6 separate regions of the Mus musculus genome follow, and regions 2, 3, 4, 5 and 6 are each linked to region 1. The links are chromatin contacts, called in public promoter capture Hi-C maps. All regions are on one chromosome and are shown on one strand. Each heading gives the region's core, a stretch centred on a gene start, on an enhancer-like site or on the middle of the called end of the contact. The rest is flanking DNA. Distances are from core to core; before and after follow the strand shown. Region 1 holds the start of Bcl7b (B cell CLL/lymphoma 7B). Region 2 holds the start of Zfp113 (zinc finger protein 113). Region 3 holds the start of Zcwpw1 (zinc finger, CW type with PWWP domain 1). Region 4 holds the start of Irs3 (insulin receptor substrate 3). Region 5 holds the start of Pop7 (processing of precursor 7, ribonuclease P family, (S. cerevisiae)). Region 6 holds the start of Ufsp1 (UFM1-specific peptidase 1).

The links. Promoter capture Hi-C pulls out the DNA fragments that hold promoters and counts their contacts.
Region 2: a promoter capture Hi-C map of liver shows a contact between it and region 1, with 6 times the contacts expected there. The contact joins the promoter of Zfp113 here to the promoter of Bcl7b in region 1. A contact is called at or near these places in 2 of 39 promoter capture datasets (both in liver).
Region 3: a contact with region 1 is called in a promoter capture Hi-C map of pre-B cells, with 5 times the contacts expected there. The contact joins the promoter of Zcwpw1 here to the promoter of Bcl7b in region 1. A contact is called at or near these places in 2 of 39 promoter capture datasets (liver and pre-B cells) and 1 of 484 Hi-C or Micro-C datasets (CD4 T cells).
Region 4: a promoter capture Hi-C map of liver shows a contact between it and region 1, with 2.9 times the contacts expected there. The contact joins the promoter of Irs3 here to the promoter of Bcl7b in region 1. A contact is called at or near these places in 3 of 39 promoter capture datasets (liver and pre-B cells) and 1 of 115 datasets of contacts at active chromatin or transcription factors (large pre-B cells).
Region 5: a promoter capture Hi-C map of pre-B cells shows a contact between it and region 1, with 4 times the contacts expected there. The contact joins the promoter of Pop7 here to the promoter of Bcl7b in region 1. A contact is called at or near these places in 3 of 39 promoter capture datasets (liver and pre-B cells) and 1 of 9 other capture datasets (liver).
Region 6: a contact with region 1 is called in a promoter capture Hi-C map of pre-B cells, with 2.3 times the contacts expected there. The contact joins the promoter of Ufsp1 here to the promoter of Bcl7b in region 1. A contact is called at or near these places in 3 of 39 promoter capture datasets (liver and pre-B cells) and 1 of 115 datasets of contacts at active chromatin or transcription factors (astrocytes).

The regions. Positions count from the first base shown.
Region 1 is chr5:135,165,918-135,170,754 of GRCm38.p6, reverse strand. Bcl7b (B cell CLL/lymphoma 7B) reads right to left here and starts at 2,383. Exons shown (of 6, transcript NM_009745.2): 1 at 2,157-2,383. The coding sequence starts at 2,248.
Region 2 is chr5:138,153,795-138,158,631 of GRCm38.p6, reverse strand. It overlaps Zfp113 (zinc finger protein 113), which reads left to right and starts at 2,888. Exons shown (of 5, transcript NM_019747.4): 1 at 2,888-3,002.
Region 3 is chr5:137,785,038-137,789,874 of GRCm38.p6, reverse strand. Zcwpw1 (zinc finger, CW type with PWWP domain 1) reads right to left here and starts at 2,073. Exons shown (of 17, transcript NM_001005426.2): 1 at 1,930-2,073. Mepce (methylphosphate capping enzyme) reads left to right here and starts at 3,174. Exons shown (of 4, transcript NM_144913.3): 1 at 3,174-4,837. The coding sequence starts at 3,813.
Region 4 is chr5:137,643,613-137,648,449 of GRCm38.p6, reverse strand. Irs3 (insulin receptor substrate 3) reads left to right here and starts at 2,736. Exons shown (of 2, transcript NM_010571.3): 1 at 2,736-3,359; 2 at 3,706-4,837. The coding sequence starts at 2,930. The coding sequence ends at 4,763.
Region 5 is chr5:137,500,077-137,504,913 of GRCm38.p6, reverse strand. Pop7 (processing of precursor 7, ribonuclease P family, (S. cerevisiae)) reads left to right here and starts at 2,485. Exons shown (of 2, transcript NM_028753.2): 1 at 2,485-2,635; 2 at 2,835-3,475. The coding sequence starts at 2,845. The coding sequence ends at 3,267.
Region 6 is chr5:137,292,046-137,296,882 of GRCm38.p6, reverse strand. It overlaps Ufsp1 (UFM1-specific peptidase 1), which reads right to left and starts at 2,214. Exons shown (of 1, transcript NM_027356.2): 1 at 1,219-2,214. The coding sequence starts at 2,093. The coding sequence ends at 1,440. Ache (acetylcholinesterase) reads right to left here. Exons shown (of 5, transcript NM_009599.4): 4 at 3,546-3,715; 5 at 2,417-2,766. The coding sequence ends at 2,645. It overlaps Srrt (serrate RNA effector molecule homolog (Arabidopsis)), which reads left to right. Exons shown (of 20, transcript NM_031405.2): 16 at 1-108; 17 at 260-416; 18 at 564-665; 19 at 770-896; 20 at 977-1,179. The coding sequence ends at 1,052. Mir8116 (microRNA 8116) reads right to left here and starts at 3,103; the gene lies at 3,007-3,103. It also overlaps Mir7036.

The DNA of each region.
Region 1 (4,837 bases), core at 1,134-3,633:
CCAGCAGACGAAGTCAATGAGGATGGTTGAGATCATTTCTAAGTCTCTCTAGGCTGCTCTGTTCATCTTCCATTTAAGGAAGCACAATCACAAGAAAGGAACAGGCAGCATTTGCATGCTGGGTAACTGAGATTACTCATGGAGAAAAACTACAGCTTTGTAGCCTGTGACTCTTTGGCCAGGAACTACAACAGTGGGAGGAGGCACTGGTCTAGCCTGGCCAAGGGTATGGGCTCCATCCCCACCATACAAACAAAACTGACCCCTCCCCTCCATGTCTTCCTGAGGTAGAAATGGCAGATTTAACACCCTATTAGTAAAGCAAGAAAAGTTTGTGTGGCTTTTACTCAAGATCACCATGAGATAAACTCTGAAGGCCTCAAATATTTCTAAATCCAAATGAACCAGGTGTGCCCTCACCTCATTCAGCATTTCCTCCTGTGTGTGTGTGTGTGTGTGTTTGTGTGTGTGGGGGTGCTGGGAGGGGGACAGGGATGGAATTCAGGGCCTTGGCCATGCTAGGCAAGTACTTTACCTCCAAGCAACATCCCTACTCGCTCAAAATGCTTGTTTTGTCTTTTTTGTTCCTTGGTAGGGACTCTTAAATTGCTTAGATTGGCCTTAAACTTGTGGTCCCCCTGTCTCAGCTTCCTGAGTAGTTGAGCTCACAGGTCTAAGGCATTTGGCCCATTTCACTATGATGATTAGGACTCAAGTCCCCAGCTCTTCCTTGAGTAGCTAGGGGACTATAGGTGTGTTTTGCTGCAGTGTTAGTAGTTTTGAGTTAAAAAGTCAAACATGGGGCTGGGGTAGATATATATAGTTCAGTGCTAGAGAAATTATCACGAGTGAGCAAGGTGGTGGGCACTACCCTCAGAATTAGGGGATGGGAGTTGGTTCAAATATGCGGAATGTCTTGCAGTTCAACCTAATATAATTAAGGAAAATTCTGTGAAGGTGACCTTCGCTAGAATTTCAAAATGTGTCTCTGAGGAACCTACATTGAAATTTCTTTTGAGCATTTTATTATTTTTATGTGTGTGGGTGCTTTACATGCGTGTGTGTCTGCGCATTACACACGTGCTGTGCCCACAGATGCCAGAGGACATGGTATCCCATGGGACTGGAGAAGAGCTGTTAGGGGCCATGTGGTGGAAGAGCAGCCAGGTGCTTTTGACCATTGAGCCATTTTTCTAGCCTACATACTTTTCCTTACCAATAAAAAACAAAAGGGGGTAGAGACTTGAGAATTACATAGGAACAGAGGAATGCCATAAGATGCAGACATTTTCCAACACTTGGGAAACACAGACAGGTGGGTCTTTGAGAGTTCAAGGCCACCCTGGCCTACAAAGAGAGTTCCAGGACAGCCAAAGGATTGGGGACACTGATTCAAAAACAAACAAACCACTCTCGCGGCCTCTTAGCTACTGGGTAAACTGAGGCAGAAGAATCACTGCCAGCCTAAAGCCAGCCTGCGGTCCTCAGGGAGCTCCGGTCAAAAAACAGTAAGGAAATTACAAATCGTTAAGTGAAGTGAATGGCTCAGAGGCTTGGTTCAGAACAATTTAAAGCAATAAAATCCTGACCTAAATTGTTCGCTAATTGTTCTGGGTTTGCAATAAACATTTGCAGGGTCAGGGTACCTTGGTCGCCAAGAGCAAACCTATGGCGAGTGGGCTGGCTAAGGATCCAAGATATCAGGAATTTCTGTTCCAAAAGTGCCATGTTTACAAACTTCCGCTTAATTTCGACCACTTATATCGTATAATAGTCGGCAACAACGGACATCACCGGACACTTGTGCTGCGCAGGAGCGGAAACCGAACCCGGAGCCGCCAAGCAGCATTTCCGCGAGGTCTCCACCGGAAGTGCAACTGTGCAGCGCCAGGCCCCGCCCCAGGCAGAGCGGCCGGAAGCGGCTAATGACAGCTATGGGAGGGGCCATGAGCCGACCGTCTTTCTGATTGGCTACAGGGAACGCGGACTCTGAATTCACGCCGATACCGGCGCGCCCTCCTTTCGCTTTTTGGCTCCGGCCCCCTCCCCCCAGGGCCGGCCTCTTGGTTCCCATCCTGCCTGTTCCTGTATGGCGAGCCTCCGCGCCGGCTTTCCCGCAACCCCACGTCAGCAACCCCTCCGCTCCCGCCCCTCACCATTTCCGCACTTTCTCGATGGCCGCCATCACCTTCTTGATGTCATCTTTAGCCCGGCTACGGGTCTCGGCCCGGACCGAACGGCCGGACATGGCGGCGGCGGGGAGTGGCTGGGGGCCGGGACAGTGCTCCCAAGACGCGGGATATCACGCGCCTCACGCGTCGCCGTCCACCCGCTGCCACCGCAGCACGTCACCGCGGCCGTCGCCCCCCCTCCGTGCGCGCGTGCGCGAGGGAGCGCGCGCACCCGCCCGCCCCTTGGGCCCTCAAGGCCTCAGCGCGCTTGCGCACCCGCCCGGGGGCGTCCCTGCTGTGCGCCTCCAGAGACCCTTTGCCCTCTTGCTGCCAGGCTGAGCCCATCGTCGTCCGCACGTGGTGTGGGCCAGGCGAGGCTGCGAGGGTGGTGGTGGGATGAGGTTTCCAAGTCACCACTTTCCCTACCTGCTGCTTCAATGCATGCCCGGGAATTTTCAATACTGTAGACCAGGCCAACCTCGAATTCACAACCACCTGATTCTGCCTCTCCGGTGCTCTGTGCCATGGCATTTGACCGGAAAATTTTATTTCATTTTGCTTTTCCGAGACAGGGTTTCCTTCTCTGTGTAGCCCTGGCTGTCCTGCAACTCACTCTATAGACCAGGCTGGCCTTGAACTCAGAGATCTACCAGCCTCTGCCTCCCAAGTGCTGGGGTCAAAGGGGTTGGAATTTTCTTTTTTTCTTTTCTTTTTCTTTCTTTCTTTCTTTTTTTTTTTTTTCTTTACATGTATATGGCACAGAGGACAATTTGTAGAAGTTGGTTTTCACTAGTGAGTTTTAGGCTGTTATCAAGTCCTTTAATCCCCCATGACCCCTGACCCTTCAAGGAATTATTTATGCGCTGCATGTTCACCTAAAAGGAGATCTGTGTCATCATTGTCTAAATAGCTGTGTTCCGGAGTCATTATCACACCTTCCTTCATTTTGACTTCTGGTCTTCGAATTCTCAGCTACCCACCTGGAAATTTCTTCTGATTGAATCAACTACTTTTCCAACATCCAGGTCACACTGCGGCTCTTCCTGAGTATTTTGCACCTGGCTCATACTTTTAGCATTCCACTTCACTGTCAGGGAATTCAGTTCTGGATAAAACATTGCCTGTGTTCTGTGCATTGGACCAAGTACTGAGGACATAAATATTTCTCTTTTGAAAGAACTTCTGGACCAGGGACTGTGATGAACACATTTATCCCAGCACTCTGGCGGAAGAGGCAGGTGGATTTCTGAGTTCAAGGCCAGCCTGGTCTACAGAGTGAATTCCAGGACAACCAGGGATATGCAGAGGTTTTCTCTGGGGGGTTGAGGAAGGACAAAAAGAGAAAAGAAAGAGGGGAGTGAAAAGCAGTGATAACAGACCCAATAGAAGGAGGAGGTGACCCACAGCTGACGTTGCATGCCCAGAGGGACTTGTTTGAATCAACTTTGAGGTTTACTTGCAGTTCCAGGAAAACCAAGAGTTCAAGGTCATCCTTGACTGCGTTTAAAGTTTGAGGCCAGTTTAAGGCTGCATGAGACCCCGTCAAAGAAGAGGGAGAGGAGTGTGTCTCCCAGTGACTGTGTAACTTATCCTGAACTTGGCGAAGCTTCTGATTCATGACTCTCAGCCTTCCAGCTGAACATGTTTGCTGGGAAAGGATTCCTAAACAGCTTCTGCAGGGGGCGGGGGGGAAGGGCCCAGGTAACAAATGCAGGGAAATGATTACTGTTGAAATAACTGGATCAAACTCAAATGACCTAATACAAGTGAACCCAGGGCTTACCTAAACATGTCCTACATCAAAGGACACAATGAAGAAGATGTTCTCACTGCTACGGAGATGAAAATAAAGAACAAGAAAAGAATGCAAGGCAGGCCAACAGTGTGCTAAGCTTCACTGCTTATGTTCATGGACACCCGCTCCCCGAACCAGCACAAATACAAGGCCACCCCTTGACAGCTATGTTTAATTTCTCTCACCACCTAAATCCAAGCCATTGCCAGCAAGAACTCCCTCTGCTGTTCATGTTTCTCTACCACCTTCTTTAAATTTAATTTAAAAGAAAAAAATTTTTGAGGTAATGTCTTCCCATGTAGCCTGGAACCAAACCTGCCCAACCTGGGTTAAATAGCAAGACCCTTTCTCAAACAGGTAGGATCTAGTGGCATATACCTGTAAGCCCAGCACTGGGGAAATTTAGGCTAGAAGAACAGGAACTCAAGATTAAGGCCAGCCCTGGCTACTTGTGGTTTCAAGACCAACCTGGGCTCCATAAGACCTTGGTTTTGCTGGGCGTGGTGGCGCACGCCTTTAATCCCAGCACTCAGGAGGCAGAGGCAGGCGGATTTCTGAGTTCGAGGCCAGCCTGGTCTACAGAGTGAGTTCCAGGACAGCCAGGGCTACACAGAGAAACCCTGTCTCAAAAAACAAAAACAAAAACAAAAGCAAAAACAAAAACAAAAACAAAAAAGATCTCATCCTGCACCAATCAGGCCATTATGTCAAAACTAAGTGCAACTGGTATAAACGCAGAGATGTCTGCCAACAGGATGCCATGAAGATTCAAGGGCCAGATTCTGATACCCAACATTGGTTATGGGAGCAATAAAAAAAAAAGCACATGCTGGCCAGGGGCTTCCAGAAGTTCCTGGGCTAAAGTATCACG
Region 2 (4,837 bases), core at 1,639-4,138, 3.0 Mb before region 1:
TTCTTGGTCATGATGTTTGTGCAGGAATAGAAACCCTGACTAAGACACCCTGCCTCGAAAAACAAAACAAGCTGGGTGTGGTGGGGCACACCTTTAATCCCAGCACTTGGGAGGCAGAGGCAGGAGGATTTCTGAGTTCGAGGCCAGCCTAGTCTACAGAGTGAGTTCCAGGACAGCCAGGGCTACACAGAGAAACCCTGTCTCGAAAAACAAACAAACAAACAAACAAACAAACAAACAAAACGAATGAAAGAAAGAAAAACAAAACAATAATAGTGTATAGAAGAACACCTTTGTTTTTTACTCTATTTTGAGTGTGTAAGTGTGTGTGTATGTGTGTGTATAATGTGCATACCCCAGCATAGGTCAGAGGACAGCTAGAGTTTCAGAATGATACCCTGTTTAATTAATTAATTGACTAAGTAAAAGAGTCTATTGGAACATGTTAGGCTTGGGCTTAGGACTAGTCAGGCTATACTGACTTGCAGAGCCTCTTTCTTCATCCTCACAGCTTCTGCAAAAAATAAAAAATAAACTCTGACCAGTCTGCAATCCTCACTTCCCCTAAGGCGGTGCACCAAACCCCAGCAATCGGCGGTTACAGGCGGCACATCTCATATGATAGACACGCATTAGCTAAAGAAACAAACTTTTCCTCTTTCCCTTGGAGCTAGAGTCATAGGTGGTTGTGAGTGTACAGACATGGGTACTGGGAAATGAACTCCAGTCCTGGAATAAGAGTGCGTGCCTCTATCGTGTACTATTGACTAGTCATTCATGACATGGAATGGGGTTACCTACCTCTCTAAAACCTGTAAGATGCAATAGTACTCCTTACTCCTGTTAGTCTCCCGGCCTGAAATCTCTTCACAACTTCCAGCACAATCTCTGTAGCATTAATAATGCTTAAAATAAATTGTTTACCCCCAAACCACAATATGTCTCAGGGTACCTCTTGAACCCCAAATGTGAGCCTTTATAGGAAGCTCATTTTAAATATGTGTTTGTTAATTATTATCATTTGTTTTGAGACCGAGTTTTAGTGTGCAATTGAGGCTGGCCTCAAACTTTTGACTATCTTTCTGTTTCAGGCTCTAAAGTACTGCAATTACAGATGTGTACCCCACGTCAGGCTCGTAAGTGCAGAATCACTTATGTGTCTCATGTAGCCCAAGCTGGCTTTGAACTCAGTATGTACTGAAGAACGAACTTGAGTCCTTGATCTTCCTGCCACCACCTCCCAAATGCTAGGAATACAGTACTGTACCATATTGTCTGGTTTATGCACCATTGGGGATGGGGACCCAGGGCTTCAGCCAGGCTAGTCAAGCAATCTAAAAGCAAAGCTGTGGGCTGGAGAGATGGCTCAGTGGTTAAGAGCACTGACTGCTCTTTCGAAGATCCTGAGTTCAAATCCCAGCAACCACATGGTGGCTCACAACCATCTGTAATGAGATCTGACGCCCTCTTCTGGGGCATCTGAAGACAGCTACAGTGTACTTAGATATAATAATAATAATAAGTAAATCTTTAAAAAAAAAAAAAGTACTGGCTGCTCTTCCAGAGGACCCAGATTCCATGCACTCATATGGCCACTCATTACCGTAACTCCAGTTCCAGAAGATGTGATGGCTTCATCTGACCTATATCTGAATCAGGTGTGTGTGTATGTGTGTGTGTATGCAGGAGAAAAACACTCATTAAAATACTAAATCTTCAAATAAATATTAAATCTATTAAAATAATTTTTTGTCTTGCTTTTTTTGAGACAGGGTTTCTCTATGTAGCCCTGGCTGTCTGGAACTCACTCTGTGACCAGCCTGGCCTCGAACTCAGAAATCTACCTGCCTCTGTCTCCCAAGTGCTGGGATTAAAGGCGTGCACCACCACTGCCTGGTTAAAATAAATCTTTTAAAAACTGAGTGCTGAGTGCTTTAAAAAAAAACCCATGGTGCTATTTTGGATATAATATCATTAGCACCAACATAAATTCCAAATTTTAAAAATATAACTATTATACTTATCAAGCAGTGGAGAAATCATGTTAAAAAGGTAATCCTTTTTTCTACTATAAGAAGTTTTGAAATAAAATATTTTCTTAATTAGTGAGAATGTTCAAAATAATTAAAGAAAAATTGATGAGTAAAAAAAAAAAAACAAAAAAACAAAAAAAAAAAAAAAACAAAAACGGGGGCTGGAGACATGGCTCAGTGGTTAAGAGCACTGACTGCTCTTCCGGAGGTCCTGTGTTCAAATCCCAGCAACCACATGGTGGCTCAAAACCATCTGTAACAAGACCTGACTCCCTCTTCTGGTATCTGAAGACAGCTACAGTGTACTTACATATAATAAATAAAATAAATCTTAAAAAAAAAAAAACCAGAAAAACAAAACAAAAACCAAAACCCATGGTGCACTTTTATTTATTTATTTTTTTGTTTGTTTGTTTTGTTTTGTATCATAGGCCAGGCTGGCCTCACAGAGATCTGCCTGACTGTGCTTCCCCAGCGCTGGGATTAAAGGCGTGCGCCATCACGACCAGCCAATGGTGCACATTTATATTAAAGGATTCTTCAAGTTTCATATATTTGCTATGGAGGTGATGGTGTACTCTCTCTCTTGCTATGGAGGTGATGGTGTACTCTCTCTCTCAGAGCCACTAGAACTTGTGCCCTGAATTTCCTGGACCTCCAACTTCTTCAGCTTACGCATCGTCCCTTCCCAACCTGGCCAGCAAGTGGCGCAGTCTGGTGCCCTTGTTTCCCAGCACCATCGAGAACAGCACCATCAGCGTACCATCGAGAGATGAAGACCTCCCATTTTCCTAGAGAGAGCAAGTGGGCATTTGTTGTCCTGGGTGGTGAGAAAGGACGACCCGGAAACGATATGGGGAGGGGCAGTTTCCGTTCTTTGTTCTGTTCTCCGTTGTGTGGGTCTGTAACAGGGTCCAACAGGACCTGTTTCGTGTCCGGCCCCCTAAGTCTTACGTCCCTGTCCCCAGGGTGAGTGGGGCCATCTCCCGGACTCGCGGTGAGGTGGAAGTTGTGGTCTCCGGGGAAGGGGGTTGGTGTTCACACGTCCGCGGCCCGCCGGGGTTCTGGGCCCACCTTCCTCCTGCAGTCGCTGTCCAGCTCCGCAACCCTAGCTGCAGGCGCGCAGCGTGATCCCGGGTGTCGCGTAATGGGACTCCGGGTCTGCTTTTGTGTCTCTTACCGTCCCCAGCCCCAGTGTTTAAAATTCCTAGCGTCGCTACGGAGGTCTCCCTCTCTTTAAAACAACTGATGACAGATTGCCACCCTAACTTGGTACTCTCAGCACACCGATTTCTGTGTGAGGGCAGGAGAAGGAAGTTTTTCCTTAATTGGATCGGAAAACCAGACAGTAGTTCTGGGTCGCAGTGAGAACTAGGGCTTGGGAGGAGGTGCGAACTCGGGTCCTCCGTAACCTCACCAAGATCTCATGTCCTATGGCTATGAATAGGGTTTTTTTGTTTTGTTTTTTGTTTTTTTTTTTAAGCTTACTGACTGATACCTTTTCGTGGACATGCTGGGGCCGGCTCCCTGCAGAAGTGGCCGAGTATGTCCAGTGCATTAGCTGGCTAAAACATTGAGAACCTAGTTGAACACAGAGAACCTTAGTCCATTTCAGCTCTCTTAGGGTGTACTGAAAAGACAGTATGTGATGGTCTTTGCTGGTAGTTCCTAGCACATTCCTTTACCCTCCGTACTTCTTAAGTACCTATATTAGACATAAACTGAACCCGATTTCCCCATTTTGACCCCTTAATCATACAGAACTGGTAGAACCTAAAACAGAAATTCTCAACCTTCCTCATGCTATGACCTTTTAATGCAGTTTCTCATGTGATGACCCCCAACCGTAAAGTTATTATTGTCACTACTTCATAACCGTATTTTTTTTGCTACTGATAAGAACAGTAATGTAAATATCTGTGTTTTCCAATAGTCTTAGGTAACCCCTGTGAAAGAGTCATTCAACTTTCAAAGGGGTCACGACCTACAAGTTTGAGAAACAATGACCTAATGTGAATTTCCAGGAATTAGCCAAATTGGCTTGCTCACATCTAATCCCAGCACAGAGGCAAATGAAGCAAGGCCAACTTGTCCTATACAGTGAATTCCAAGCTAGTCTGGGCTATAGCCTGATTCTTACCCAATAAAGAAAGACCAAACCAAACAAACAAAAACCTCAGAACTGCACAAAAGGTGCTAAGTTTCCAGTCATCGCTACCTTAATCCTATAGTGAGTTACTCCAAAGAAAGAGGAAAGGATCCAGGAGGCGAAGCCTCTCTTGACCTGTGCTTACAGCCAGGTGGTCTTTAATCCCAGCACTCGGGAGGCAGAGGCAGGCAGATTTCTGAGTTCGAGGCCATCCTGGTCTACAAAGTGAGTTCCAGGACGGCCAGGGCTATACAGAGAAACCCTGTCTCCAAAAAACCAAAAAAAACCCCAAATCAACAGGGCAAGAGAAAGGCCCTGCCCACACCTGGATGGTTTTACTCTGTAGTTTGTTGTTTTCGAGACAGCTCTCTCTCCCCGTAGCCCTGGCTGTCCTTGAACTCTCTATGCACACTAGGCAGGCTTTAAACTCTGATCTGTCTACTTCTCTGCCTAAGTGCTGGGATCGAAGGCGTGCATCATCATGCCCAGCTTTTAAGCTGTGTGTGTGCATGCCTGTTTCTCTGAGGTAGAGACTAAGTTGGCACCATCCTGTCTCAGCCTCGTAGGTGATAGAATTTCAGGCCTGTGCCACCTATGCCAAGTGGTTCACCTTTTTTGTTGTTGTTTCAAGACAATTTTTCTCTGTAGCCCTGGC
Region 3 (4,837 bases), core at 824-3,323, 2.6 Mb before region 1:
TTCTAGTTTGAGAACTACAGAAAAACCCTGCAGTCCCTCCAAAACAAAAACAAAAGCAAATATAGACACACACAAAGCCTCCTATATTTCAGAATATAGTTTAACACAACCAGGGGTTCACGGCTATACTCACAGCACTTAAGAGACTGAAGGAAGTTTGTTGCTTCAACTTTGAGTTCAGTCTGGGCTACAACGTGACCTTGAAAACAGCCAGGGATACAGACAAGACTCTGTCTCAGAAAATAAACAAATAAGCAATAGATAGGTGGCTAAATAGATAGATAGACAGACAGGCAAACAAACAAACAAATGAATAAATGAATAAATGCTTACAGATAATTCAGTGGGTAGGGGTGCTTGCCCCCAAGCCTAATGATCTGAAACTGATCTCAGATCCCACTTGATTGGCAGGGATGGACAGACAGGATGACACAACATGGACAGGATGACCTCTGGCCTCCCCATGCTCTACAGCATGTGCACAAACACACACATCCAACAAACAACAAATAAATAAGGGTGATAAAACTTTTAAAAAATATAAATTCACTTAAAAATTTCCTGTCCTGGGCCCTGGCAGTGGTGGTGCATGGCAGCACTGTGTAGGCAGAGGGGAGGGGGACTGACTGAGGAGCTGGTGAGATGGTTCAAGAATTAAGAGCACTGGCTTCCAGGGGTGCCTGTAACCACATGATGGCTCACAACTATCTATAAAGGGATCTGATGCTCTCTTCTGGCCTGCAGGTGTACATGCAGACTGAGCATTCACACATAAAAAAATGATGATGATGATGATAATGATAGAATAAATGAAAATTTCATTCCCTTTAATACGGAATTGATGGCTTTTTGACATTGCCTAATAGCCTATGAACTCCTGCCTATTCTCATGTTTTACCTGTTTTTAAGTTCACTTTGTGAGCACGCATCTGTGTTCTGCAGACCTTTTAAACGTTTAACAAGGAAAACAAGGAAAGAAATAAAGAAAGAATCAAAGAAAGAAAGATGTTCTACCTACCCTCACCAGATTTACTCTCAGAAGGAACTACCCAAACGAGACTTCCCACAGAACATTACAAATAAAATTCACAGTAAAGTGTATTGGCTCGGGGCGCGGTGGGGTGGGGGTTGGGGGAGGTGGTGGAAGAAACCCCGAAGATGTGTGGTCACCTGTGAGCAAAACAGTTTCTTTCGTGACATTAAATGTCATTTCTAAGCCGGGCGTGGTGGCGCACGCACTCGGGAGGCAGATTTCTGAGTTCGAGGCCAGCCTGGTCTACAAAGTGAGTTCCAGGACAGCCAGGGCTACACAGAGAAACCCTGTCTCGGAAAAAAAAAAAAAAAAAGTCATTTCTATCCTTGACCGCAATCTCTGGATCGCTCCCGCTCCCCCCAACCCCCGTGTCCCGACCTCAGGCTGCCCTCGGGGATGCTCTTGCTTCGAGGACCTTGTGCCCTAGGCCTTCGCAGGGCGGGCGCGCGTCCTTTCTGCTTACAGATAGCAAGATGCGGGGCCATGTATACTGAACCCCACAGCGGAGGGGAGGCCTTTGAGTGGTCTTCTACTTTTCCTCTCTCTTTACCAATTCTCTCCGCGACGGCCATTAAAAGCAGAGATCTCACCCAGGCAAACAACCCTCGCCTCCCCTCAGAGCGTCAAGTAACGCTTCGCTACTCTCCCGGACCAAGAACGCCACCATGGAAGCCTCTTCCCCTTTGCTCCCGCTCAGCCTCGCTGTCCCACAACGCCTCATTTCCCTCCGCAATACTGGGTTATTTTTTGTTGTTGTTGTTCTGAAGATTAGCGATTCTGAAGAGCAGGGGCTAAGGTCCGCTGTGGCTCCGAAGAGAAAATTTCTCCTCAGCCAACAGGTACCGAGAGTCACCACAACTAACACTTTCCTCTGCAGTCGCATAAAAGACAACTACCTTCTGGGGCGACGAGGACCTAAAGGTGAAGCGCAGCTAACGCTGTCGCAGCCATTCCGCACATCCCTTCCACCTCGAGCAACTTTTCCCGCCACCAGGAGAAGGCGCGAGGACACGGACAAATTCCGCCCCCAAGCGGCGTGCGCTCAGGTGCTGCGCGTGCGCAGTTGGAAGTTGCTTCTGCGTCTGCGCAGCCGGAGTAGCCCGCCATCTTAAGAACGAAAGCCTAGTGAAACTACAAGTTCCATAATCCTCGCTGACATCTTTAGTTCCGCGCCCCCCCCCCCATAATATCCTGCGAAGCGCCCTAGGCACTTCATTCTTATCTCTGCCTCAAATCGCTTTCTCTTTCCTGTTTTCGTGCTATCACTCCCTACCTTTTAGTTGTCGTCACCCTCTTAAATTTTGAAACCATCTTGAGCTCCCCCCTTGCCTCTACAGTGCTCTTTCCTGACAAATAGTCTGTGGACTGGGAAACTCCGCCAGCCATCAGTCTGAGGATTCTGCATAGAATCAGTGCTTCCCATTGGCCGAAACAGGAGCCCAAACAGGTCGATACCCTTTCCCGCCCACATTCGCGGTGTGTCTAGCTGCAGGGATAATGCTGTAAAATCCGCAACGCTAGCGGGTGGCGCTGAGGGACCGATACGCAGGCGCTGCACTATGGCAGCGGCGTCCGAGGCCTGACGTAGGTGTAGGGAGGAGAGGAAGGCGTAGTTCTCTAGATGTTTGTCCCTGGTGGAAGGAGGAGGGCCGCTTGAACAACTGGGCCATTTCAGGGGAAGAGGAGTTTGGACAATCTCGATGTTTTAGTACTTGTTTGTTTTCAATTCAGAAAATATATTAAATAATATATTGCATTTTATTGATAACAGTTCTTGAGACAATGGTCTCGATTCCTTAGCCTACTTTATCATCCTCTCCTCAGGTTCTCCTAAGTCCTAATTCTAATGAGATAGGCTGGGGGCGGGGGGAAGGGGTGGGGAAAAGACCAGCGATCGCTCATGAATAATTCATGAGCCCGCCTCTTTCGCTGGGAATGCACGCCCCTTGGAAACGTGCTGACGCACGCTGCGTGTAATGAACCTAAGGAAACGACGTCACACTCCCCGCCCCTAGAGCGGAGGGGGCGGAACATCATCTCCAGCACGTGTTGCCCCTTCAACCCGCGCAAGTCCAAAAGGACTGTGCGCAGGCGCTCTCCAGGAGGGGCGGGGATGGGGGAGGAAGGAGGCGGGGCAGGGAGGTTGTTGGGTTTAGAGCCGGGCGGAGACGGCGGAGCCTCATTCCTCAGGAACAAGGGTCGGGTGTCAAGGAGACCTTTTCACACCAGCTCCCGTTCCCCGCCTACGGTGGGTGGGATCGCACGGCAGAGACAAAGGATATCAGTAGGGCTTGGACTTAGCAGCGAAGGGAAGTCGGGTGTCCGTGTGGGGCGGTGGGCGTCTCGGGCTGGGGGAGGGTGAGGTAATTAGGGAGGGGGGCTGTATTTAAACTCTCGGAGCCGTTAAGTTGGTTCGCACTCCCGATGCGCGCGCAGCCTGGGTGGTGGCGGAGCGCGCATGCGTGGGTCCTGGGCGAGCGGGACGCGCGCCCGTCGTGCGCGCTCGCGGCAGAGTGGTAGTGGCGGAGAAAAGGGAGTCGGCGCACGCGCAGTTGGTTCCTCGGCTTGTCCGGGTCTCGCGGGCATCTTGTTTTGGTCTCGCGGGCGAGTGGAGCGCGCTTGGTGTGTCGCGGGAGGGAGGTGGAGGCGCGAGGCAGAGCTGCGCGCGCACTCGGGGAAGGAGGGAGTGAGGTGGTCTTAGGAAGGGTTACAGGGGGCTTCCCCTTGCTCTCTTCTCAGTACCCTCGCTTGAGAAGGGGAAATTAAACAGGGAGAGGAGATGATCGAGATGGCGGCGGAGAAGGAGCCCTTTCTGGTGCCGGCCCCGCCGCCGCCGCTCAAAGATGAGTCGGGCGGAGGGGGCGGCCCCGAGGTGCAATCGCACCAAGAGGCTGCCTCCGGGGAGCTCCGTGATGGGACAGAACACGGGCCGGGCCCTCGCGCGCACTCGGCCGGGGCCGCAGCCAGCGGAGGGGGCGGCCCCCAGGCACAGGCGCACGGGGAGCCCCACGGGCGAGCCGCCGCTCCTGCGGACGTGGGGGAGGAGCGCCGGGGAGGGGGCGGGACGGACCTGGGTCCCCCAGCCCCTCCTCGACCTCGCAATGGCTACCAGCCCCACCGACCCCCTGGGGGTGGTGGGGGCAAAAGAAGAAATAGCTGTAACGTGGGGGGAGGGAGCGGTGGAAGCTTCAAACATCCGGCCTTCAAGAGGCGCCGGCGAGTGAATTCAGACTGCGACTCTGTGTTACCATCCAATTTCCTTCTGGGGGGTAACATATTTGATCCACTGAACCTGAATAGCCTCCTGGATGAGGAAGTGAGTCGCGCACTCAATGCGGAGACCCCAAAGTCATCCCCACTTCCGGCCAAGGGGCGAGACCCTGTGGAGATCCTCATCCCCAAAGATATTACTGACCCGCTCAGTCTCAACACTTGCACTGACGAGGCCCATGTAGTGCTTGCCTCACCACTCAAGATTGGTCGCAAGCGCCATAGACACCGGGGACCGCACCACCAGCAGCAGCAGCAGGCGTCTGGAGGGAATGATAGCAACGCCGCCGTGCTGCCCACTGACCCTCTCACGCCCTCACTCCATGGGGAGGGTGCTACGCAGCAGCAGCAAAACAGAGGCCAGAACCGTGATGCCCCTCAACCCTATGAACTCAACACAGCCATCAACTGCAGGGATGAAGTTGTGTCTCCCCTTCCATCTGCCCTGCAGGGTTCCTCAGGCTCCCTTTCTGCCCCTCCAGCTGCCTCAGTTACCTCTGCACCCTCTACTTCTTCCTCCTCCCGACATCGCAA
Region 4 (4,837 bases), core at 1,487-3,986, 2.5 Mb before region 1:
GAGGTAAGCCAGGCTTCTGGTACCCAGCGTATCACGTCACCAGACACTGCTCACCTCTCTGTACACTACTGCACACTGCTATGCTCTCTCTTAGTCCACACCCCAGGTCCTTGGGTGGCTGCTGCTTCCTGCTTTATCTTTTACCCAGCACTCCAGGGCTGAGTGACACAGAACATTTGGAGCAGCCTCTGTGACAGCAGATGTGATTTCACAAGGACAGATGTTTGCAAGATAACCAGGGTCAGGGAGGCAGGAAGAAGATAGGAAAAGACCCTTCCTGGATGCTTCAACTCAATCCTGAGGGAGTGAAGCTCAGTTTCCTTTGAGATGGAGTCTTGCTCGCCATTGCATACTCCAGGCTAGCAGGCTAGAGAGTGTCTGGAAACCATCCTGTCTCCGCTCCCCTCTCACTGGGAGAGCCCTGGGTTTATGGCTGCACATGGCCATGTCCAGCTGTGTAACCTGACTACCCAGCTCAAGTCTCAAACTTGCATGAGTACATTATCTACGGGGCCATCTTCCAGGATTTGCCGACTGAACGTTGAATATTTCTTTCAGCTCTGGGTGGGGCTCTGCACGGTTGGGAGGCACCTGGGGCAGGCCTCTGGCACGAAAGGCCCATACCTATGATGTCTGTTGGTAGTGGGTGTCTGCTTTCCGTGTAGCATTTGAAAGGGGGCTCAAAGATGTGCAGTTTATAACCAGACAGGCAATGGTGGTGCATACCTTTAAGACCAGCACTCCCTTGGGAGGCAGGGGTAGTCAGATCTCTGAGTGCCTCTAAAGGGGGTTCCAGGACAGCCAGGACTTCACAAAGAAACCTGACTGGGGCGGGGACGGATTCCAACCCAGCTTCATACTGCAGTGATTTCTCTAGGATTCAGGATCACAAATGGGTCATAGACCTCTGCTGCTTGGGCTGCCCCTGAACTATGCTGAGAAGACGACCGACCCAGGTTGTCTTGGTTCTGTTTACCTGTTACATGGGTCCCTTACCTAAGGGAGCCCCTCCCCCAAGTCCCCTACCAGGGTCTCAGGGCTTGGCCTTTTCTTCTCTGTATACCGTTATCTTTCCCCACATGGATTTTGCTGGCCACGACATTAGGGCATTGGCAGGTCTGCTAAGGTACCATGACTTGTCAACTAAGCTTTGTCAGAATGTGTCACACCACTCCCCACCCCCATGTGACCCTAATGTAGAGAAACAAAATATCCAAGGGGCTGGGGACGTAGTCTAATTAGAAACGTGCTTGCTGTGCAGATCCAATGGCCCCAATTTGATCATCAGAACCCACATGGAAAGTAGAATCCCAGTCCATCACAACCCCAGCACTTCTAGAGCAAGCTAGAAGACTACAACAGGACACGACTCGGAAGGCAGAGGCAGGCAGCTCTCTGAGTCCCAGGACAGCCAGAGCTACAGAGAAACCCTGCCTAAAAAAATAATGGCCACTACTATCTTTAAATGCCTGGGGTACACAGTGCGGCAGCAGAGAGAGTCCCTGCTTCAAAAAGGTGGAAGGCTAGCCGGGCATGGTGGTGCACGCCTTTGATCCCAGCACTTGGGGGGCAGAGGCAGGCGGATTTCTGAGTTCGAGGCCAGCCTGGTCTACAAAGTGAGTTCCAGGACAGCCAGGGCGATACAGAGAAACCCTGTCTCGAAAAAACAAAAACAAACAAACAAAAAAAGGTAGAAGGTGAGGACCCACTTCCAAAAGCTGACCTCTGACCACATGCAGGGGACAGCCTGTACAACACACGTACTATTTTCCAAGCTGGGTGTGGTAGCATGCACTGTAACCTCAGGCAGGGGAAGTGGAGTCAGACATATGATAGGCCTGAGGCCTTCCAGGCCTGCAAATCGAACCTACTAGACAAGTTCTAGTGAGCCTGTCTCAAAAACAAGAGGGATCGCTCTTGAGGAATACGAGAGGTTGTCTTCCAGCCTCCAATAAGCATGTGCATTTGTGGCCTATGATCTCCAGCCCCACCCAAACCTCTCAGGATACACGGGCTCACCAGGACGTCTGCCACAGGATCCCAGCTCCTGTGACCACAGCCACCATCAGGTTCAAGTTGGCATTTGGCTGGTGGTCAGGGGCACTTTGAGGAAGGTGTCTCTGAGAGACTAAGTCCTCTTTCACACATCCTTCAGTGGACATTTGCATGCGTGGGAATCTGGAGAGGGTGGGGGTGCGGTTGGTTACCAGAGACCAATCTAGTTTGGTTTTCCTATCCTGGGGTATCCATCAACCCAAACTCAGATAGCTCAGAAGCAAAGACACAAAGATCATCTCTGGGTAGGAAAGGAAAGAACACTGAGGACCTATACAACTAGAGGCTCAGTTCGGAGGCTCCTCCCTGGAGAACTGCCGCTATCAGGATGGCCCGCTAGGCCAGGCCACTCTTCTAATTACTAGTGCCATCACTGCTAACCACAGCCGCTTCTTCTGCACCCTGGCTTTCTGGCTTTCGAGATTGCCCCGGGCTGCCTCTGGCGGTACTCCTCCACCCCCACATCCAGTCAGCTGATTGGTAGAGATGCCCCCCCTCACTCCCCGCCCCTGTGAAAGTTTGGTCCCAGCGGTGCAGGGCTCCTACTCTAGCCTATGAATCCTAAACTCAAATTCCTGCACTCGGGCGTGGGAGGGTTAACTTGAAGGGGTGGAGATTCCAACAAGGAGGCTGACCCAGCTAGGTCAGCCTCCCTTAGACCTAGGAGTCCTGGTGTCACTGGCCACTGGGACACACGCACTCCTGTGTACAGGCTCCTTGTTCACTCCAAGTCAGGAGAGGGCGTGGAGAGATGCAGGGCAGCTAGGCCGGCTGCAGTTTCCCAGGGCTACTTGTTCCAAGCGGGTGGTAGCTCAGGGGGCCAGACCCATTCAAATCAGTCCTTCTGGGGACAGTTTACTGTCTTTGGCTGGAAATGAAGCCTGCAGGTACGGGCCCCACAGTCTCCTCCGGGGGCGAGTGCACCGACGTGTCCCTCGGCTCACCGTTTCCTTGGCCCTGCCTGCCCGACGTGCGGCTCTGTGGCCATCTGAGGAAGCAGAAGTCCCAGCGCCGCCGCTTTTTCGTGCTGCGCGCTGACCCACCACGCCTGGAGTGCTACGAGAGCGAGAAGAAGTTCTTGGCCAGCGGCTGCCGCCCACCTAGACCCCGGCGTACCGTTAGCCTGGAGGGTGCCTGCACTATTAGCAAGCGCGCGGATGCCCGTCAGCGCCACCTGATCGTCATCTATACCAGCGACAGCAGCCTGGGCGTGGCGGCGGCCAGCGAAGCAGAGCAGCAAGCATGGTACAGCGCCCTGCTCGAGGTGCGCGCCACCGCCGCAGCCGCTGCTGCTACTGCTATGGGTGAGCCTTGGGTGAGCGACGGGGAGGTCAGGGGGTTGCCGACTTAGTTTATCTTGAACCCATTTCCCTCAGATCAACTGAGGTTTAAATCTTTTTTATTTTCGAGACAGGGTTTCTCTGTGTAGCCCTGGCTGTCCTGGAACTCACTCTGTAGACCAGGCTGGCCTCGAACTCAGAAATTCGCCTCCCAAGTGCTGGAATTAAAGGTGTGCGCCACCACGCCCGGCCTGAGGTTCAAATCTTAAGCTAAAAAAAAAAAAAAAAAAAAGACGTATAAAACGTCTTGGTCACCTGGGACCCGGTGACCCCAACCCCTGCCTCCCGGTGACTTGCCAATTCTCTCCAGGTTTCAGTCCCCAAGAGGCCCCTGAGTCTTGGATCTTCGCCCCATTCCAGGACGTCTGGCCTGTGACACTGCGGTCCAAGGGGCTGGGGAGAGCACAAGGCCTGAGCAGCGGCAGCTATCGCCTGTGCCTGGGTTCTGGGGCCCTGAGCCTCCTGCGAAAGCCTGGAAGCAAAGGTTCCAGAGACAGCCGGGCAACGCCACCACCAGTCCTGCGCTTGTCCTTGCTCAGTGTGCGCCGCTGTGGCCACGCAGACTCTTTTTTCTTCCTGGAACTCGGGCGCTCAGCGCCCATTGGTCCTGGTGAGCTCTGGCTGCAGGCTCCTGATGCAGTGGTGGCCCAAAGCATTCATGAGACAGTCCTGGCTGCCATGAAGCGGCTGGGGAGCAATGCAGCTGGCAAAGCTGAGCCACCGCCACAGGGAAATCCTCCAAAGAGTGTTCCTGCAGCTCCTACCCCGACACCATATGAAATCCCTGCATCGGCAGCACAAGCAAGAAGCCCCAGTGAGCGAGCAAAGCAGGACTACTTCAAGCCCCTGGAAAGGATGGGGTCAACACACTCCTACAAGGGACTAGATCTGGGCGGGAACTACATCACCATGGGAGTCAGGAATGACTATGTCCACATGGGGGGAGGAGAAGCAGGTGACTATATGTGGATGGCGCCCCCAGGCCTTCCTCCCACCCCTGCCAGGGCAGATCCTAATAAGCAGCTCGAGGATTGTGAGAGCACAGAGTATGTGCCCATGAATAGATTTTTACCTGGGCCTTTTTACTACGAGCTCAAGGCCAGGGAGTCTGAACTTGGGCATCCGGGTGCCCATTGTAGCCTTAGAGACAGATGGAGACCCACAGTGGCTCAGCCCCGCTCTTCCCAAGGGTCAGAGCTCTCTGGGGACTACATGTCCATCCCCGACTATGTAGGAACGGACAGTGCTAGGCTGGGGTCTCTGGACAGCTGCCTCAACTATGTGGACCTGGACCTGGTCCCTCCCCTGGAGGTTCCTGGAGCAGCCCCAGGGAAGAGTCCACATAGCTATGCCAGCATCAAGTTCTAGAACTTTTGGGAGGTAGTCAGGTGAGGAGACCCAGGCATTGGTCAGGGAAGAGAGGAAAAGAAGAGACCTTAGTA
Region 5 (4,837 bases), core at 1,236-3,735, 2.3 Mb before region 1:
CTGCATGCCTGGACCAAGCGTGCACCACCACACCCAGCTTTGTGCATCCTGTTTTCATATTATTTTGGTTGTTCATAAAAGTTTTCTTTTTGAGACAGGGTCTCACATTGCAGTCTGGAGCGCTCTAGCTTAACCTGGCCTCGAGGCCATGACAATCCTCCTGCCGCAGTCTCCTAAGTGCTTGTATTACAGGGTGAGTCATCGTGCCCAGCTTTAAAGGTTTCTAAATTTTATTTTTAAATTTATTTATTTTGAGTGTGTTTGGGGAGTATATGAGCATGGACATACACTCATAGGAAAGCTTTTGGGAGTGGACTTTTTTCTTCTATTATGGTGGGTCCCAGGGCCCCACCTCAGGTTCTTGGGTTTCACAGTGGGTAGCCTTACCTTAGACCCTCCACCCTTGAAATTTTGATGAACAACAGCTTATCTGTCTTCCCCACCCCACCTCGACCCTGTCTCTGGACTGGTTGCCTGACTAGCCTCTTGAAGAATCCCCTTACATTTTCTCCATTTGTTTTATAGTTAACAGTTTCATATTCAGAGCCACTGGCCACGCTATGGTCTTAAGGCCCTCCCCCACCCTCGGGTCTGTTTCAGAAGCACTCGATACACAGTCCTTTTGCATTGTGCTATGTTTGCATTTCTGTCAAGACAATGAGTTGGCCGGAGCTATAACTCAAATGGTAGCAAGTACACTGCATGAATCAGCTATGCTGGCCCACACCTGTAATTCCCACACTTGGCAGCGGGAGGCAGTTGAGCCAACCTTCAAGGGCACGCTCACTGAGTTTGATGCCAGCCTGGCTGTGAGGCCCTTTCTCCAATGGCTTGGTGTACTTGAGTGTTTCTGAGTTCTCTATTTTATTGATTTTTGTATATATACACCTGCCAACAGCACACTTTTCTTAATGACCGTATTTGCATGGTAAGTCTTAAGGGGCTGGCAAGATGGATCAGTGTGTGAGCTGTGAAGTCCTTGCTGTGTGAGCCTTTGCTCCTCAGAACCAATATAAAGGTTGAGGAATCGACTTCACAACGTGTATGGTCCCTGCACTGCATACACACAATAGCCATAGCTTTAAAAGTAAATATATATTTTTAAATTTTTATATATGTGCCTGTGTGTGTCTGGGCACACACACAGGCCAGAGGAGGGTGTCAGGTCTCCTGAAGCTGGACTTAACATTCAACATGGGTACCGGGAACAAACTCGAGTCCTCTTCAAGAGAGTCATCTTGAAGAGCAGAAAGTGCTCGTAATTGCTAAGACAGTTGAGTCCAACAACGTTACAAAATCATTTTATTCAGTCTATTTATTTGCCATAAGTTTTAGGATAAGTTTATTAAAATGGTGCAGTCGTGCACACCTAAAACATTAGCGCTGGGGAGGCCAAGGCAGGAGCATGAGTTCTAGGCTAGCCTGAGCTACATCGTTAAACCCTATCCCCACCCCCACCCCCCAAAAAAAGATTTTTTGGTTTATATGTGCAACTCTTCCTGAGACTCCTCTAAATGTTCATTAAATATATAGATCAGCTCGGAGTAAACTGAGGTCTAGCATGTCAAACCTTCCATTTTAACCTAAATCCTAGAAGTTAGGGATGTATCTCAGTTGAGTGAGTCCCTGCGGTTATAACCCTGGCACTCACAAGGTGGAGGCAGGGGGATCAGAAGTTCAAGGTTGGCTATATAGCAGAGTGCACACTTCCCTTTCCAGCCTTCAGTCAGATTCAGCCTAGGTAAGTGGCCTGGAGATGTATCTAGGACGAAGCCCCAAAGCAGGCTTCACGCCTTTCTGCAGGGAACGGTCCAAATGCTTTACCATTGCGGGCAGAGATCCAGATTCCCACTAACTTTCAGGGGCTAGGAACCCAAGCACTGCAGTTCCTGTCCCTTCCGCCAGGGAGCGGCCGGTCATGGCTTGCCGGTCGCGGGAAGCAGCTCGAGTGCGGCGGGACAGTTAAGAGGTGTGGCGGGAAGCTGCCAACACTTGGCACCTCATGTGGGTCCCTCGCAGAGGGAGGAGTCCATCATGGTGGACACGATCCCTTCGATTTCTCGGCTTCCGGGGCTGTCAGGACGTCGGGCGGGAGGTCAGCTGTCAACTCCACTGCTCAGAAGTGGGATGGACGTGGACTACAGGCTTCCGGCCCCTGCGATCCCAGCTCCAATGCTGACCCGGGGTCGCTGCCCGAACCCCCTTTTCCAGCCCTGCTTCCCGCCTCGATCCTCGAGTCCCGCCCTGCCCGGGGAGGGGAGAACTGGGCGATCCACGCCACGCCCCTCTTGGGCCCGCCTCTGTCAATTAGCCCCGCCTCTGCTAGCTAGTCCCGCCCTTCGAAGCGCTCACTAGAACCCTGCGAACCCTCAAGTCTCGCGAGCCTTAAATCGCCTTGCGCACGCGCACGAGGAAAGGAGGCGGAGAGTACGGAAGCCTAGAAGGCCATAAGCTTATCGGTTCCGGCTTGGAGCGGGGACGCGCGTGCGCAGTGCGTAGCCCTTGCTGGCGAGCCTGCCCGGCGTTCCTCTTCCGATCCCTTCTCCGTTCTTCTTCTGCATATCGAGGCCAGCGACGTCCACTTGGATCGGTCGGCGAGGCTCACGCGAGTGAAGGGCACTGAGGAAGGAAGAAGGTAGGCGTGGACACGCCGGGAATGGGAACCACGTGATGAATGAATTAAAACTGGGAGTGGAGAAAGCGGAAGTGGAAGGGCTTGAGACACTGGGAAGGAAGAGGGTGTTGAGGGCGCCCCCTTCTGGTTGCACCCTTAGAAAGCCGGGCAAGAAAGGATTCTCCTGACCTCCCTGAATCTTGTTCCTTCTCCATGCCAGGACTCAGAGCATGGCAGAAAACAGAGAACCCCGCTGTGCCATCGAGGCTGAGCTGGACCCTGTGGAGTACACCCTTCGGAAGCGACTTCCCCACCGCTTGCCCCGGAGGCCCAACGACATTTATGTCAACATGAAGACTGACTTTAAGGCCCAGCTAGCTCGCTGCCAAAAGCTCCTGGACGGAGGCACTAGGGGGCAGAACGCATGCACTGAAATCTACATTCATGGCTTGGGCCTGGCCATCAACCGGGCCATCAACATCGCCCTGCAGCTGCAGGCGGGCAGCTTTGGGTCCCTACAGGTGGCCGCCAATACCTCCACCGTGGAGCTGGTGGACGAGTTGGAGCCAGAGACTGACTCTCGGGAGCCCCTGACGAGGGTCAGGAACAACTCAGCCATCCACATCCGAGTCTTCAGGGTCACGCCCAAGTAACTGAAGGGAGGCTGACTTGGACCCACCAAGGCTTCTGAGCACACACATCCATGTGGCCGAGGTTTCTAGTGCTTCATAGTGGCTCTTGTTCTGAGTTCTGTCCTGAGCCTCTTGTTACCTTGTTACTTCAGCCTAGAGGACTGAGAATGGAGAGCCCGAGAAGTGAATCTTCCTTGTCCTGTATAATAAATTATTAAGTTGTGTTGGTGCCGGGCTTCGAATGGCCTCTTTTTCCTAGTGTAATTCTGTGTGTACTTGAATAGGAAAATGGTAGGAAAGAGCAAGTATATAGGCCACAGTAAGGCATCTCACATTGAACCACAGTATGACGGGAATCAAATTTGTTGAGTGTAACACGGAAGCTTAATTGTTACAGTGTGCTCTCAGGAAGATGAGAGAGTAGACTCATCGACTGAGCTAGCTACAGCTGGGATGTATCCGGCTCTCATGGTTCCCAGGCTTGGGAAAAGAGAAGGTTTAAAGGTGAGGGAAGTTCTTTGTGGATATAACTCAGCAAAGGAATCGTGACTAGTGAGTGTTACCTAGTTGCCTAGCATAGGATTAGGCCAGAGGTTCAATTCCTAGTAACCACAAGAATTATGACGGGGGAGGGATGGGGAGATGGCTCAATAGGCAAGGCACTTGTCAAATAATCATGAATATTTGAATCAGCAGAACTCATTTTTCTGCGGAGCATTGCAGCTCTTGAATCCAATTCCCATGCTTCTACAGTGAGATAGGTATCAGAGATGGGCGAATCCTCGCTAGCTTGTGGGCTAGCTGCTCCGGCATAAACATCAGCAGCAAGAAACCCTGGCTCGAAGTGGAAGGTGACTTACACGTAAACTGTAGCACATGTACTGGTACTCACACATACACATGCAAAACTGACGGTTTGTTTGCTGGTAGTCAAACCTAGGGCCTTTTTACCCAAAGTAAGTCTACTGTTGCTGAGCCACGCCCCCAGCTCTTCAGTGGTGGATTCTAAGTAGCCCTTCTACGGCTAAGCCCCTAGCTCTTGAACTGACAGTTTTGACTGTTACACTTGATTCCTGTTCCCGAAGAGCTCATGTGTTGCTGGGCATCGGTAGTCTAGAGTCTGAGATCAACCTAGTTCAGCTGTTTAATCTTTCTTGCCAGCTTGCTTAGATGTAAAATCACCCAGTAGACACTCCTCTGGGCATGTGTTTAGCTGAGGTAGGGAGAACCTGCTCTTTATGTGGATGGCAGCATTCCATCCATGGGCTCGGGGCCCAAACTAAATACCGAAGAGAAATTGGAGGGGCTACCAAGATGGCTCCAGGGGTAAAGGCAAGCCTGACCGCCTGAGTTTAATCCCCAGAGCCCACGTAATGGGAGAGAACCAACGTCTGAAAGCTTTCTCCTGAGACGTGTTGATTGGCTTTAGGAGCTACACAGTGGCTCACAGGCTTGTTTCTGAAAAGCCAACTGACCTGGGTGTGATCACATGCATATATTATCTTGACGCTTAAGCTGAAGCAGGAGGGTGGGTTTGAGACCAGCCTGGGCTACTCTTGTTTCAAAAGCAAACCTGCAGAGTGAAGAGATG
Region 6 (4,837 bases), core at 965-3,464, 2.1 Mb before region 1:
ATGGGTCGAAAAGACCCAGAGCAGGAAGTGGAGAAGTTTGTCACCTCCAACACGCAGGAACTGGGCAAGGATAAGTGGCTATGTCCTCTCAGTGGCAAGAAATTCAAGGTCTGAGATGTGAAAAGAATTGTGAGGGTAGATTGGGAGGAGGGCTTGGGTAGCAAAACCCCTAAAAGCCTGGAGGAAGCTGTTACCTTCCAGCGGGGTTCGGTGGGGAAGAGACTGCAGCATGCTGTCCGTCCTCATCCGCTCCTCCCAGGGCCCGGAGTTTGTGCGCAAGCATATCTTCAATAAGCATGCCGAGAAGATCGAGGAGGTGAAGAAGGAGGTGGCGTTCTTCAATAACTTTCTCACAGACGCCAAGCGCCCAGCTTTGCCTGAGATCAAGCCAGCTCAGCCACCTGGCCCTGCCCAGAGTAAGATACGATCTGTGGTGGCTGCCATACCTTTGACTTCTTTCTTCTACTTTGAGAAGTGTGCTCCACTAACCTTCAGGCCCTATTCCTAGAATTCTTGTCAGTCCCTTTCCTCCCCCGCAGTAATTCATGTTCCTGTCCGTGTTGTACTCCCCCCAGGCCTGACCCCAGGACTTCCCTACCCACATCAGACGCCACAGGGCTTGATGCCATATGGTCAGCCCCGGCCTCCCATCTTGGGCTATGGAGGTGAGTGTGGAAAGGCAGTGCAGGGGTTTGGTGTCTGTAGGCGGCTACAAAGCTTAGGCTGAGGTTGAGGTCAGTTTTTAGTTCACCCTGGGTCTTTGTCATAGCTGGTGCTGTCCGCCCTGCAGTCCCAACAGGAGGGCCTCCATACCCCCATGCTCCATATGGTGCCGGCCGTGGGAACTATGATGCTTTTCGAGGCCAAGGCGGTTATCCTGGGAAACCTCGGAACAGGTGAGCACGAACGATGCCCAGGCTGCCTTTCCCCGTCTCTGACTATAGGGACATCTGTTCACATTTCCTTTATCTCACAGGATGGTTCGAGGAGACCCAAGGGCCATAGTGGAGTATCGGGACCTGGATGCCCCGGATGATGTTGACTTCTTTTGAGCCATCCATGTCCCCTCCTGCATTGCTACATCAGTACCCGTGACCACTTTATCCCATCAGCTGAAAAGTTTTTTGTACGTTATTTTACCCGCTAGTAAAAACACTTTGGTAGTGTGTGTTAACTGTGTGCTGTATGTCCCTTCCCAAACACAGGCTGGGCCATAGTAAGCTGAATTACGCCAATTTATTATTTTTCAGAACAGTATCTCTAATTCCAGCTTGGCCTTGCTGTGTAGACCAAGTTGGCTTTGAACTCAGATTCACCTGCCCGTATCATTGTGCCAGGCCCAAACTTGATCGCGGTGGGGGCCTGTGCGAAGTAAATAGGTGGCTGTGTTTAGTCTCAGTTCTGGGATCTACCCAACGGTGCAGGTAGGGCGTGGTGATTCAGAGATTTCTGGTGAAGCACAAGTTGTAGAAGGAATTGGAATCAAAGACGCTTTTTACCTTTTGCCAGCCCACCCATCCAGCAGCTTGTAGTTCACAACGGTTTTTTGGAGTGCCCCAGTAGTGTGGGTCCAGTATCAAGACATAGACTTCTGAACCTGGCCCCTCACAGATCCCCAGCAGGGCCTTGGACTGGGCATCTGCATCTCCTCCTACCATTACTGGGCCCCCACCCGTTGTAAAGTGTGAATAAAGCCGCTCCTCTTCTCCCCTAAGCCCTACTCCGCGGGGCAAGTGGCATAGGCGCCCTTGAGGTCCTCCGAAGTGTTCTAGGCAGAGACTGGCCTCTACACAGCCGATCCAGTTACGGGAGCCCCGGAATCCGGGGGGCTTGTCGCCCATGGCCTCTAGGGCTCCCTGCAAGGCTGGCAGTCCAGGCACGCCCGAGGACTGGCCCCCTGGCCAGGAGCACAGCGTCTGCAGGGTGCGGTAGCCGCATCCCCAGCCACGGTCATCCAGTCCATCGCAACCATAGTGATAGTAAAGGTAGTGGCCTGAGAGGAGGGCCAGTCGGGCGGGATCATGGCAGGGCACAGGCAGGCCCAGGTGCACGTCCTTCAGCAGCTCCAGGGTGCTCGGTAGAGCAGCTGTCATCGAGGCAGGGCCAATTCCGGGTTCCTGGTGTTTTCTGGGACTAGCTACGGGCAGTGTGGGCACGTAGAACCGGAGAACTCTCAGCAAGCAGGCTAGCGGCAGGAGAGATGATTCCACAGGCAGACGAATTAAGGAGCCTTCTAAAAGGCGCCGGCAAACCAGCCTGGCTGCGCAGTCGCAGGCTCCGCCCCTAGGGGCGGGCCCAGCGCTTGCTTCCGCCGGATGCTGCGGGCAGGGTGCCTCAGTGCTCACCAATCCCGAGGCTTCTGTTCCCAGCGTCTCTGACCTCATCCCCGCCCCAACTTCCCGCGTGTTGCACAGACTCTGGTGGCTGTAACAGTTTATTGGCGGCCCAGAGGGGCGAAGGCACCGCGGGGAGGGGAGCTTAGCCCAAGACATGCAGAAGATGGGGAGCCCCTAGTGGGAGGAAGTCGGGGAGGAGTGGACAGGGCCTGGGGGCTCGGTCGTATTATATCCCAGCCCTTAAATAAATAGTGTATATACAGCTAGGGGCTCGGGCAGGGCGGCAGGACCTGGGGTCCCCCAAGGGGTCACAGGTCTGAGCAGCGCTCCTGCTTGCTATAGTGGTCGAACTGGTTCTTCCAGTGCACCATGTAGGAGCTCCAGCGGTGGAACTCGGCCTTCCACTGGCGCTCCGCCTCGTCCAGAGTATCTGCGGCCAGGGCACCCCGCAAGAGTGGGAGAAACGGAACAGGTCGGGTAGTGGAGACCGGTCGTGAGTGCGCCGGCACACACGCATTGTCGGAGGCCGAGCGGGGTGGTGGAAAGAGAACAGTGGATGATCCGGAGAATGAAGGGAGAGGTGGAACAGGAAGGAGAGGAAGAGATAAAAATCACCGGAAGACGGAGGGGAGGGACAGGATCAGAGTGGGAGAAGGGTTCATGGGTTAGTGGGGAAAAGAGAGAAGATACAGAAATAGTTGGCGATTATAAGGCCCTTTGGCTGACGCCAACTAGCCCCGGATCCTTCTCCCCTCAACACCAGGCTCAAGCTCCAAAGGATAATTTTTTACATTAAAAAAAAAAAAATCCTGTTTTTTGAATTTTTGTTTAACAAAGATCCCTGAGTCTGTCCATTTTGTCTCGGCTTGAGAATGGAGTGGGGTTCTGTATCCCTGAGAGGGGCCCCTTCTCAGCTACACACTAGAGTAAGTGTGCTTTGAGACCAGAAGGGGAAAGGATTGCAGTTAGAGCCACGGAAGCCCGGAGTGGAGGAGGAAAAGGAAGAAGAGGAGGGACAGGGCTAAGTCCGGCCCGGGCCTCGGGGCCGCCTCCCCATGGGCGGGGCTTGGGCAGGTGCAAGGAGCCTCCGTGGCTGGGGAGGTGGAGAAGAGAGGGATTACACCCTGTGTTTTGCACCCCATCTCTCTCCCCTCCTTCCAACCCTTGCCGCCTTGTGCATTCCCTGCTCCCCCCACTCCATGCGCCTACCGGTGGCGCTGAGCAATTTGGGGAGAAAGCGATTCCAGAAGGCGCAGGTCTGGGCGCGCAGTCCCCGCCGCACCTCTAAGGGCTTCAGGTTCAGGCTCACATATTGCTGCGCGGCAGTGGTGTACGGTGGCCACTGTGGAGATTTGGAGTCTCGAGGGTCATTGGGGTCCCTGAGGAAGGAAAGGGAAATCTCAGCCTGCCCAGAGGAATAAGGAATGAAGACGTGGATCCTTTTCCTGACTCTGGACCCTCTTCAACTCTTAACACCCAACTCTCTTCTCCCTACTCCAGCCAGCCCCCCACCCCCGCCCTCGCCCCGTGTGAGTGTGTGTGTGTGTGTGTGTGTGTGTGTGTGTGTGTGTGAGAGAGAGAGAGAGAGAGAGAGAGAAATGAGTGCTGCCAATGCTTCTGCCTCAGTTTCCCAGAGTACGGATTTACAGACATGGATAGGTTCCCTTCTCATTTTAAGTACCTTCTACCATTCCACCACCTAGGGAAGTTTTCTTTCCACTGGACATCTCTGTCTCTTTCTCCATTTCCCTTTGTTTTCAAAGTCTTTCTAGCTGGGTGCGGTACTACAGGCTTTAATCCCAGCACCCGGGAAGCAGAGGCAGGCTAATTTTTCTGAGTTTGAAGCCAGCCTGATCAACATGGAGATTTCCAGACCAGCCAGTGCTACATAGCGAGACCCTATTTTAAAATAAAAATTCTAGGATTGTGCTTTTAGCTGTGTAGGTAGGTGCAGTCCTGTCTCTACAATTATTACTTTTACTTTGGGAAACGAAAATCAGATGCACCCAAGGGTTTGTGCATGCTAGGTAGGTAAGTACTAACTGAGCTACACCCCCAAACCTCTACTGCCTTTCTCTGTCGTCATCATCATCATCATCTGTGTGGGTTTGTGTGTGAGTGAGAGAGATTTGAAGGTCAGGGGTAGCTTTGTGGAGAGCCACTTCTCTGTGTTTCAGGGATTCAACTGAGATAGGCTTGCAGGGCAATCTCTTTTATCTGTTGAATACCAGTTACCTCGCTGTCTTTTAGAGTGCTGGGGTGGCCTCATATACATTTGCTTTTCAGCCGTCTACCATGGAGCTGTTCCCAGCCCTTATGGGGGCTCTCACTCTGTCGTGTCCCAGCTAGTCTGGAACTGTATACATTAGACTGTCTTCTCCCTCCTGTGCTGGGATTCAAGGTTCCCAGCTGGTTTTGTCTTTTAAGGACTCCCTGTTCTGCCTGCCTTGTTCTCCGGCATCACCTGAGACTTTCTCTTCACCCCTTAACTTTGTGAAGGT